3 separate regions of the Gossypium arboreum genome follow, and regions 1 and 3 are each linked to region 2. The links are chromatin contacts, called in public Hi-C maps. All regions are on one chromosome and are shown on one strand. The core of a region is the stretch at or near the end of the contact, and the rest is flanking DNA. Distances in the headings are between cores, read along the strand shown.

The links. A called contact is a pair of places that touch in the nucleus more often than the background predicts.
Region 1: a contact with region 2 is called in a Hi-C map of leaf, with 2.8 times the contacts expected there. The contact joins the promoter of LOC108458417 here to the promoter of LOC108460524 in region 2. A contact is called at or near these places in 2 of 5 Hi-C or Micro-C datasets (both in leaf).
Region 3: a contact with region 2 is called in a Hi-C map of leaf, with 2.1 times the contacts expected there. The contact joins the enhancer-like site here to the promoter of LOC108460524 in region 2. A contact is called at or near these places in 2 of 5 Hi-C or Micro-C datasets (both in leaf).

The regions. Positions count from the first base shown.
Region 1 is chr4:74,553,670-74,556,586 of ASM2569848v2, forward strand. LOC108458417 (B3 domain-containing protein At2g36080-like) reads left to right here and starts at 1,641. Exons shown (of 3, transcript XM_017757804.2): 1 at 1,641-2,705. The coding sequence starts at 1,958.
Region 2 is chr4:73,848,906-73,851,793 of ASM2569848v2, forward strand. LOC108460524 reads left to right here and starts at 1,375. Exons shown (of 18, transcript XM_017760040.2): 1 at 1,375-1,857; 2 at 2,595-2,888. The coding sequence starts at 1,817.
Region 3 is chr4:73,071,839-73,074,900 of ASM2569848v2, forward strand. No RefSeq gene overlaps it. Among protein-coding and RNA genes, the nearest start is that of LOC128292144, 6.5 kb to the left of the region's middle. Within about 2 kb of position 1,788, at least 2 of the 2 cell types and tissues checked have an H3K27ac peak or open chromatin away from gene starts, as enhancers often do. A contact at or near this core is called in leaf, where this site is marked.

The sequences.
Region 1 (2,917 bases), core at 391-2,890, 710 kb after region 2:
TGGGAGAGATTCCTTCCAAAAACCCTCATGTTGTTGCCCAGATAACATGTTTTCACAAACATATTATTATTATTATTATTACAAAACTTGCACTGAGAAGTGAGAGGGAATAATCAGCCTATGATTAAGACAAGTTTTCTTGGACTGATACAATATAAACCTAGCTGAAAAGAGAGAGAAAGGGTTGTTCCAATTGGATATTGGAAAATCTTATCTCATCTATTTATCATCTCTTTTCTCATTTTGAAGGGAAGGGATTCATGGATTTTTTTAAAAATAATTTATTTAAATCTTTCAGTCCCCCACAATGGGTTTCCTTGCTGCTTTCTAAAACTAGGAATGGCCAAACATCAATAATGCTTTCATGCACGTGAAAAAGAAAATACTATTCTCTCAAATCTCATTCTCGTCATATTAATATTATAGCAGGCTCAAAATTTTTTATATTTAAAAAAAAAAAAACACCCAGCTTTTCACCTAATATACCACAAACAACTTAGGGAAGATGGACCACTCCTGGCTTTCAGGTCAGATCCCCCTAATCCTTTCAGTATTTTTTTTTTCTTTTAACAAAACAAAACTTCTTTTCACTGTTTTATTTTACTGTTTCTTCTCTCTTTTTTTTTCTTTTCTCACCGAATATATATAAACCTACCAAGCCTGTTCATCTCTGTCAGATTTTACAATGTAGTATGAGATTTTTCACTGTTTGAAATGATGCAAAAATTAAGAAAAGAAGATCATACATGTGGTTCTGATTACCAAAAACCCTGCAGTTTGGGGGTGGCGTTGGATGGTAACCTGATTACCCATATTGCGTCAGAATTGGGCCTACTGAGTACCCACTTTTTAGTTACTTGCTTAGTAACATGGGGTGTTTTCTAAATTGCATTCAATCCACAAACCCTCTTTTTTCTTTCTCAAGGTTCATCTGGATACATTTGTTCTGCCCAATTCGGCAAATCTTTTTTACTTTATAATATATATATCTCCCAATCACAAGATATATTGGAAATGTGAATTTCAGAAACAAATTTTCTTTTTGTAGGCAAAGTGAAAGGAAATCAATTGTAATTGCTCCAATCCCAGCAACGTTTATGATTTAACATTATCCTTTCTATTTTCATTCAATGATGATGCACTTTTTAGATTTCCCCCCTAAAGTATTGTAACTCCGGAATCTGAATAAACAATTTGTGTGTATTTTATCTTTACTTTCCTATTAATATTTACACGTAGAAATTAAGTATGAAGTCAATACCTACTTTCTACCAGGCTTTTCCCCAATTTTGAACTAAAATTTTAACGCCAAAGTTTTGCGTTACACAAAGCACGTATAATGATTGATCGGAAATATAATCTTTTTACTGACAGTGTTAGAAGCATGTAATGGAAACAGATTACTAAAGAAATAGACACAAATCTAGAGAAAAAAAACTTATATGTAAAAATACTTTACTCACATAAAAATACATTATTTTTTCACGAATATCATTTAAAAAAATTAACTTATACTTTGATTTTACTTATTTTTAAATAAAAATAAAAATATAATTCAGTTATTAAAAGAACACATATTTACCTCTTTTCTAGAAAAAAAACCTTAAAGTAGTTTAGAGGATGTCAAGTACTTAAAGAATTCCCTGTTACCCCGACCCTCTTTTTTCTCTCTTTCACTTCAATCTTACCCTGTTCTTCTCTCCTCTCACTCTCTCTCTCTCTCATTGTCATATCTTTATCTTTGTAGCTGCATTAAATAGTTTCCACATCAAACTCATAATCATCACGCCTGCCTTCTTTCACCTCACTCTTCCATACCTTCCTCTCTTTTCTTTTTCTCCACACTTGCTCTAAAGCACCCATCTCTTTCCTTCTTCGCTCTTTTGTCTCTCAAATGTCCATTAACCACTTCCAGTAATTCAAACAAAACAATCCAACGACAAAACAAACTCCTTCTATGGAACCAACCCAAACCCCCCCTTCTTCAAAGCTTCACAACCCTTCCTCAATTTCCCTTGAAAACTCCCCCTGGACCTCTCACTTCTACCCCGCCATGTTCCTATCCTCCATCCACGCTGCCCGCCACTTCAACCTTAACCATGACGACGACGAAGAGCTCGACGACCAAACATCCAATCTCGACACCCTAAACCCTAAACCAAATCCCCCTGAAAACCACCAGCTAGGCCATGAAACGGAACCCATGTTTGAAAAGCCCTTAACCCCCAGCGATGTTGGCAAGCTGAACAGGCTTGTAATCCCCAAACAACATGCCGAGAAATACTTCCCGCTAGGCAGTGACTCCAGTGATAAAGGGTTGTTGCTAAGTTTCGAAGACGAGTCAGGCAAGTGTTGGCGCTTCCGCTACTCGTATTGGAACAGCAGCCAAAGCTACGTGTTAACAAAAGGATGGAGCAGATACGTCAAAGAGAAGCAACTTGATGCTGGTGACATTATTTTATTCCAACGACACCGCACGGATGGTGATAGATTGTTTATAGGATGGAGGAGGCGCGGTGCAGCAGTGGTGGTTGCACCGGCGGCTACTGATGGCGGAAACGCCGTGATGGAGAATAATGGCGGTGGTGGTGGGGGTGGAAATGGAGGGTGGAGTAATAGGCGATTGTATCGAAGGTATCCTCATCTTGGACACATTCAAGGTCTCGAGGCTAATGTGCCATACCAACCTGACTGTATTCATACAGGTATATATTTATTTTCTCATTGTAAAACTCTTATCTATTTATCTTCTTCAAAGAAATGGATTTTATTTTTAAAAATTTTAGGAATAATACAAAATTGAAAATTATTGGCACATGGAAGTGCGTGAAAGACACTTTCCAATTACATGGGAGCAATGTGGTTGTGTAAGACTGTTTCTATAATTTGTTCTTTTAAATTCTACTAACTCCGGAAC
Region 2 (2,888 bases), core at 125-2,624:
ACACTTTATTTGCATATATGTACTTACTAAGCTTACATGCTTACCTTCCTTTCTTTTCTTTCCTTATAGTGCCGCCAAGCTAGCATCAGGGATCCAATAACGTCAAAAGCTTCGATCACAGTATCACTCAAGACCTTGGTATAGTTAGTTTAATTGTTTTGTTTACTGGCATGTATAGGGACTCGAGTCTTTTGTTTAATGTTTTGTTAAGTAGCCAAAATGTGTTGGCTCATATGTGATTATGATACTCATTTTGTATAGGCCATGAATGTTGGCTAATGCTAATTATTATTCAATGTGATGATGCAAATTTCTAATGGTTATGATTAAACACTCAATAATAGAAGTGGACATAGGAGAACATTAACATAGCAAGCATTTGATTTGTAATTGTAATAACAAATATTAAGAATTTAAAAATATTCCAAATATTTTAAGGCAATGGATACATATGTTAATATTTAGATATCCATTCCATTTTTAAATTTTTATTTGCAAATTAAGATATTGGTCTAGAGGCAAATAATTTGTATTGAGATAATAAAATATTATTTAATTAAAATAAAATTATTTCTTTATTTAAATAATTAAAAAACTTATCCCAAATTATCAACTAAAAATCTACCAATTATAAATTCAAAGTTGATTGGATTATAAAACAATTATTATAGGCGGTATCCTTCCAAGAGAGTACATTATCTTTACAAAATTTTAAAAATATTAAAAATTTAATATATATATTTTAAAAATATAGTAATTTTTATAATTTTATAATATTTTTTGTAAATATATTTAGGTTCTTTCGAATGATTGTGGAAAGTATTTGATAAAAGGATAAATTATTAAAATAGTTATTTTGTTTATCTCAAATTATATTCTAATCATTTATGTTTGAAATGTTACGTTTTAGTCGCTTACGTTAACGTGTTATAATATTTTAGTCACTGAGCTGTTAATTGCCATTAATGTTATGTTAAAACATCATTTCAAACAAAAATTTTAGGTTCAATTATACAATTAGTCTCATATTTTAGGTTAAATTGCTCAAAACGAAAAAATATGGAGATCAATTGTATAATTTAATTTAAATTTTTTGTTTAAAATGATGATTTAACTTGTCACGTTAGCTTACTGTTACATCGTTAACTGTAATTAACAGCTCAATAACTAAAATGTTACAACACGTTAATATAAATGACTAAAACGTAATATTTCAAATATAAATGACTAAAATATAACTTAAAATAAATAAAATAACTATTTTAATAATTTACTCTCGATAAAAATACTAACTATTAATAACATTAGTAAACTTAAACATTGCGAAAAACGATTTACCTTGAAATTTTATGGAAGGTATTTTATTTATTCATGGAATGTATAGGTTTGGGCTTGCATATTTTTCCAATAAAAAAAGATGAAAATATATTCTGTGTATAGCAGAAACATCCTTACGGTTCTTTAAACGAAATTGTATCTACTCTCAGATCGCTAATCAAAAGAATTTTGTTACGGAAAAACATAAAAAATTTAAAACGGGAAGAACCCTTTTCTGGATTTTTCAGTTTTCAGAAGGAATTGGAGACACAAAATTAAAAATTAAAAATTAAAAATTAAAAATTAAAAAAAAAAAGGGAAAGTCCTTTCTGTCTGTTTTGTGATTACTGGTTTCTCCACGTCTACGGATAAAAACAGTAGCCTCTATTTCCTCCGCCACGTCTGCCTCTTCGCAAACACACTCCATTTTCATTTTCTGCCATTTTTCCTGCTATCCAAACGCCTTCAGTTTCCTCCCTCGATTGCTAGCAACTTGTACATGTCGGTTAAATTTCATCACCACAGCTTCGTATCTTCTAGGTATTTAAAATTCTTCCTTTTCATTTTCCCTTATGTTTATTGTTTTCACCTAAGGGTTGTTTAATTTTGGCTCTGTCCAAGTAATTTAGGCTTTTATTTGTGATAATTCCGTATAAAATTAGTCATCGAAGCTATTAATCTTTTTATTTCTTTCTCTTGAAAATGTGACGCTGAAAAATGTTACGTAATGGCGGAAAAGATTTGAACTAGTTTTTAGACAAGTTCTCGTTAATTCATTAATTAATATCTCTAGGCCTGATTGATGGCGAATTGTTTCGTTTTATTTGCAAACCAAACAGCTCAATGATTTTCTTCTCTTTTCTTTTAAGAAAGAAGAAAAACCTGCCAAAGCTCATGGCAGTTTTTTGAATTACTTAATTATGCTTGTTCAGCGTTCACGGGTAAGTTTAAAAGTTAAAAGTGAATTACTTCCGAATTTTAGTGATTCCCATTAATTAATGGGCTGTTTTATGGGATTTTAAGTCTAAAACTTTTAAACAAACGATGCAGTAGTTGGTAATGCTTCCACAGAATATATTGTTGCTAATTCAAATAAATAGTTGTAGGCAGAAGTTCCGTTATTGTTTGCGGATTAAACTAGAAACACTCTAGGGGAATGGAAGAAATAAGAAAATGCCTATTACACTAGCAGGAGAATTAAGTTATCTGCTCTTCATGGTATTCCTTTATCAATTTTCTATGAAAACGCTTGCACCTTGCTGGTTGTGGTCTTTTAGCAGGTCTTCAAATCCATGGCTTTCATGGAATTCGTTTGGATCTCATGTTTCTTGCAAAAGAATGGCTAACTTGGATTATCTATTGATGAATTGGGGTACTTTAAGGAAGAAATATCTTATAAGGCAGAGTTCATCAGATAACCACAGGCTGTTAGGTTATAGAAGACATTATTCAGCCTTTTGTAAATCAAGACGGGCAGGAATCGGTTTTCCTCTAGCATCAGCTGAAGATGGTGTCACAGTCAATGAGAGTCCGCAAACCAGTACAAGTGCAGATGTAGATGAGATAAGGGT
Region 3 (3,062 bases), core at 538-3,037, 780 kb before region 2:
TTAATTTCCATTTTATTATACAGATTTGGATATGAATAACATAAATGCAGATCGAAGTATCTCAAATCCAAGCTCTACACGTCATTACCAACTACCTTTTCTTGTTGGAGATGTCTCCTCTCATTCATGTCTCCCTCACTTGCCAAACCGTTTGCTTTCAAACTTTTCTGTAACTCCTTTAGTGATTGAACCAAAAAAAACTCCTCATTTACTTTTAATATTCAAGGCTAAGAGTAATTCAATAAATATTTGATGCATGTATTCTAATAAAAAAAATAGATACTTAATTAAGATAAAAAGAAATTTAAGTACCTAATTGAATGTTGAATCTTGATTTAAATATTAAATTGAGATAAAAAAAACTTTAAGTATCAAATTAAAAGGTTCAAATACTAAAGTGAACATTAAAATTAAAATTAAGAATTAAAATAAATAAATAAAAATTTAAATATCAAACTCAACATTAAAACTAAATTTAAACACCAGCATCTATCCGCACAACTTTTAATATGATGATAATAGTAAAAAGTTTTATGGATTGAGTTTAAAGTAATGAAAATAACCACATACAGAAAACTAGTGATGATGTAGTAACAAAGGCAAGTTTTGAGTCAAAGCTTTCACACACATGTACACAACACGTATAGTTTTGCAATTAATTATAACCTATGTCGGGATTCAAGTATGGTGTACTCAGAACAGGTGAATGAATCTAATTCAAATAAGTATTAATTGCCAGCAATACCATCACAAAAGAATGAAGATTTAATTTTCTAAAAAGAAAACTAGTTTTAATTATCATCATAAAATGAGAAAAAAGATTTTTTAAAGAAAATTTATTGAATAATTTGAATTAAATGATCTCTATTTGAAATATTGTAAGCGAGGAGTATAACAAAAATTGATTTTCTTATCAGTTTAACAAATGGTATCTTCTTTATTGGTTACCACTATTATGAGGGTGAGAAATTATAAAAAAATAAATCATTGATAGCGGACATGAAAGGTTTATTGGAGGAACATGCTAATTTTTGCTCATCGTTTTCTTTCCCTTTATAACATTTTAGTTTGAAAAAGATGATTTGATCATGAAATCCAATTTCTTCCTAGTATTTATACAGGTAATGTATATAATACAGGTTTTTTTATATAGCTAAATATCATTAAAATACAATTAAAATATACATAATAGTTAGGAAGAGTCATAGGTAACCAAAATAAACTTTCAACTGAAATATCATTAATTAGGGATGGAACACCTAGGCAGTAAAGTAGATGGAACACCAGAAATTGCTAGTAATTTGGCAATCCTTGAGTAGGTGTTGAATGTCTTCTTGTGAATTGGAACAAAGTGGGCATAAATCCTCCAACGGAAAGTTTCTATGCCAGAGAAAAGATTTAGTGAGGACAACCTTAAAGGCCACATTTCCAAATGAAGGTTTTCTGATTTAGATCTCCAGACATATGTTTATAGTTGAGAGTTTGGGCTCAACTGAAATAAACTATTTTTAAAGGATAAGGAATACGCACTCGCAAACGTGAAACAATAATTGTTCGATAGTCCCCAAATAAATAATATTGTTCTCAACGGTTGACTCTAGTATCGAGATATTTAAGAAAATGCCAACCAATTCTTTCAAGATAGGGTTAGAAATAAACTAAGGCCTAGATGCATCCCGTTTAACTTTTATTTAATTAAACGTCTAGTTGCCTTCATCTTGTCTAAGCGGCCATTGAGTTAATTCCCGCACTAATCTCAACGCTAATCAATTATCATATTGAAAGTTAATTGTTGTTCCATTCTTAACCACCCATATAATCTCTGAGATTATAATGAGCTTTCATAACAACGTGTGGGTTCCTCAAGTCCTATAAATGTTTAACTTTAAAGGTTTTAACTCGAATATCGTCTCTTGAATTAATCCCACCCCAATTTAACCATGAAGGCTTTATACTCCAAATGTTATTTTTAATGCTGTTTTTTTTTATGGCCTAGGATGTTTGCTTATGCGTTGGCTTTTGTTTCATCCATGTTGTCTGGAGGTGCTACCAATTTGTCATGTGTTTTGTCCTTTTGTCATGCTTGCGGTTCTTAATAAAACTGCATTTTTTAAAAAAAAAAAGAAAAAAGAAGAAGAAAGTTCTCCACTAAAATAAAAATGTTTGATTTGTAGATCCTAAATTTCATTTAGATTAAAATTAAAACTCCTTTGCCATTGATTTGTTTGGTTGAATTTTGAAGGCCTGCAAAATCAACCATTTGTGGAGCTTCGTATTGGTTCGGTTCGGTTCTATGGTGATACGAATGGGGGCCATTTCAAGTTGCATTTGCGGTATATTAAAATTGTTGAACCATTTTTGAATTAATCAATTTTGAACAATTGTGTAAAGGAGGCCCATTTGTACTAACTAAAGCCTATCAATTGGTTTGAAACTCTCAGGCCCAACACGTTGACACTTGATGCCCGTTTTAGATTGGAATGCTACCGGGCCTTTGGCATTATGGGTTTAAGTTAAGTTATATATAATAAATTTAGGCTTATTAGTAATAAAAGCCCTCAATGAAAAATAAAAAAAAATTAATTAAGCCTTCAACAAAATTTCACACCCAATTGAGCCCTTAAAAATAAAAAATTAATTACTTAAACCTCTTCATTAACGATGATCAAGTTTGACAATTTATTTTTGTTGACGTCGCTGACAGATGAATCAAATGATGATATGTGACAACCACGTATAGATCATGCTGACGTGGTAAAAATATTTTTAAAAAATAAATAAAACTTTAAATAAATAAATTTTAAAATAATTATTTAAAATATCACATCTAGATGCAATTCTTAAATAATTATTTAAAGTAAATATTTTTGGAAATGTTTTACTTGAATATCACTCCCAGCAGGACTAGACTTAGATCGTAAAACAGATGAACACAATTGTAGTTATAAAAATTATAAAATTATATAAAATTATTATAAATTATGAATAATTATTAAATTTATTTAAGGAATAAAAAGTACATATTAAATTTAAGATATAAAAAGTACATATTTAAAATTATT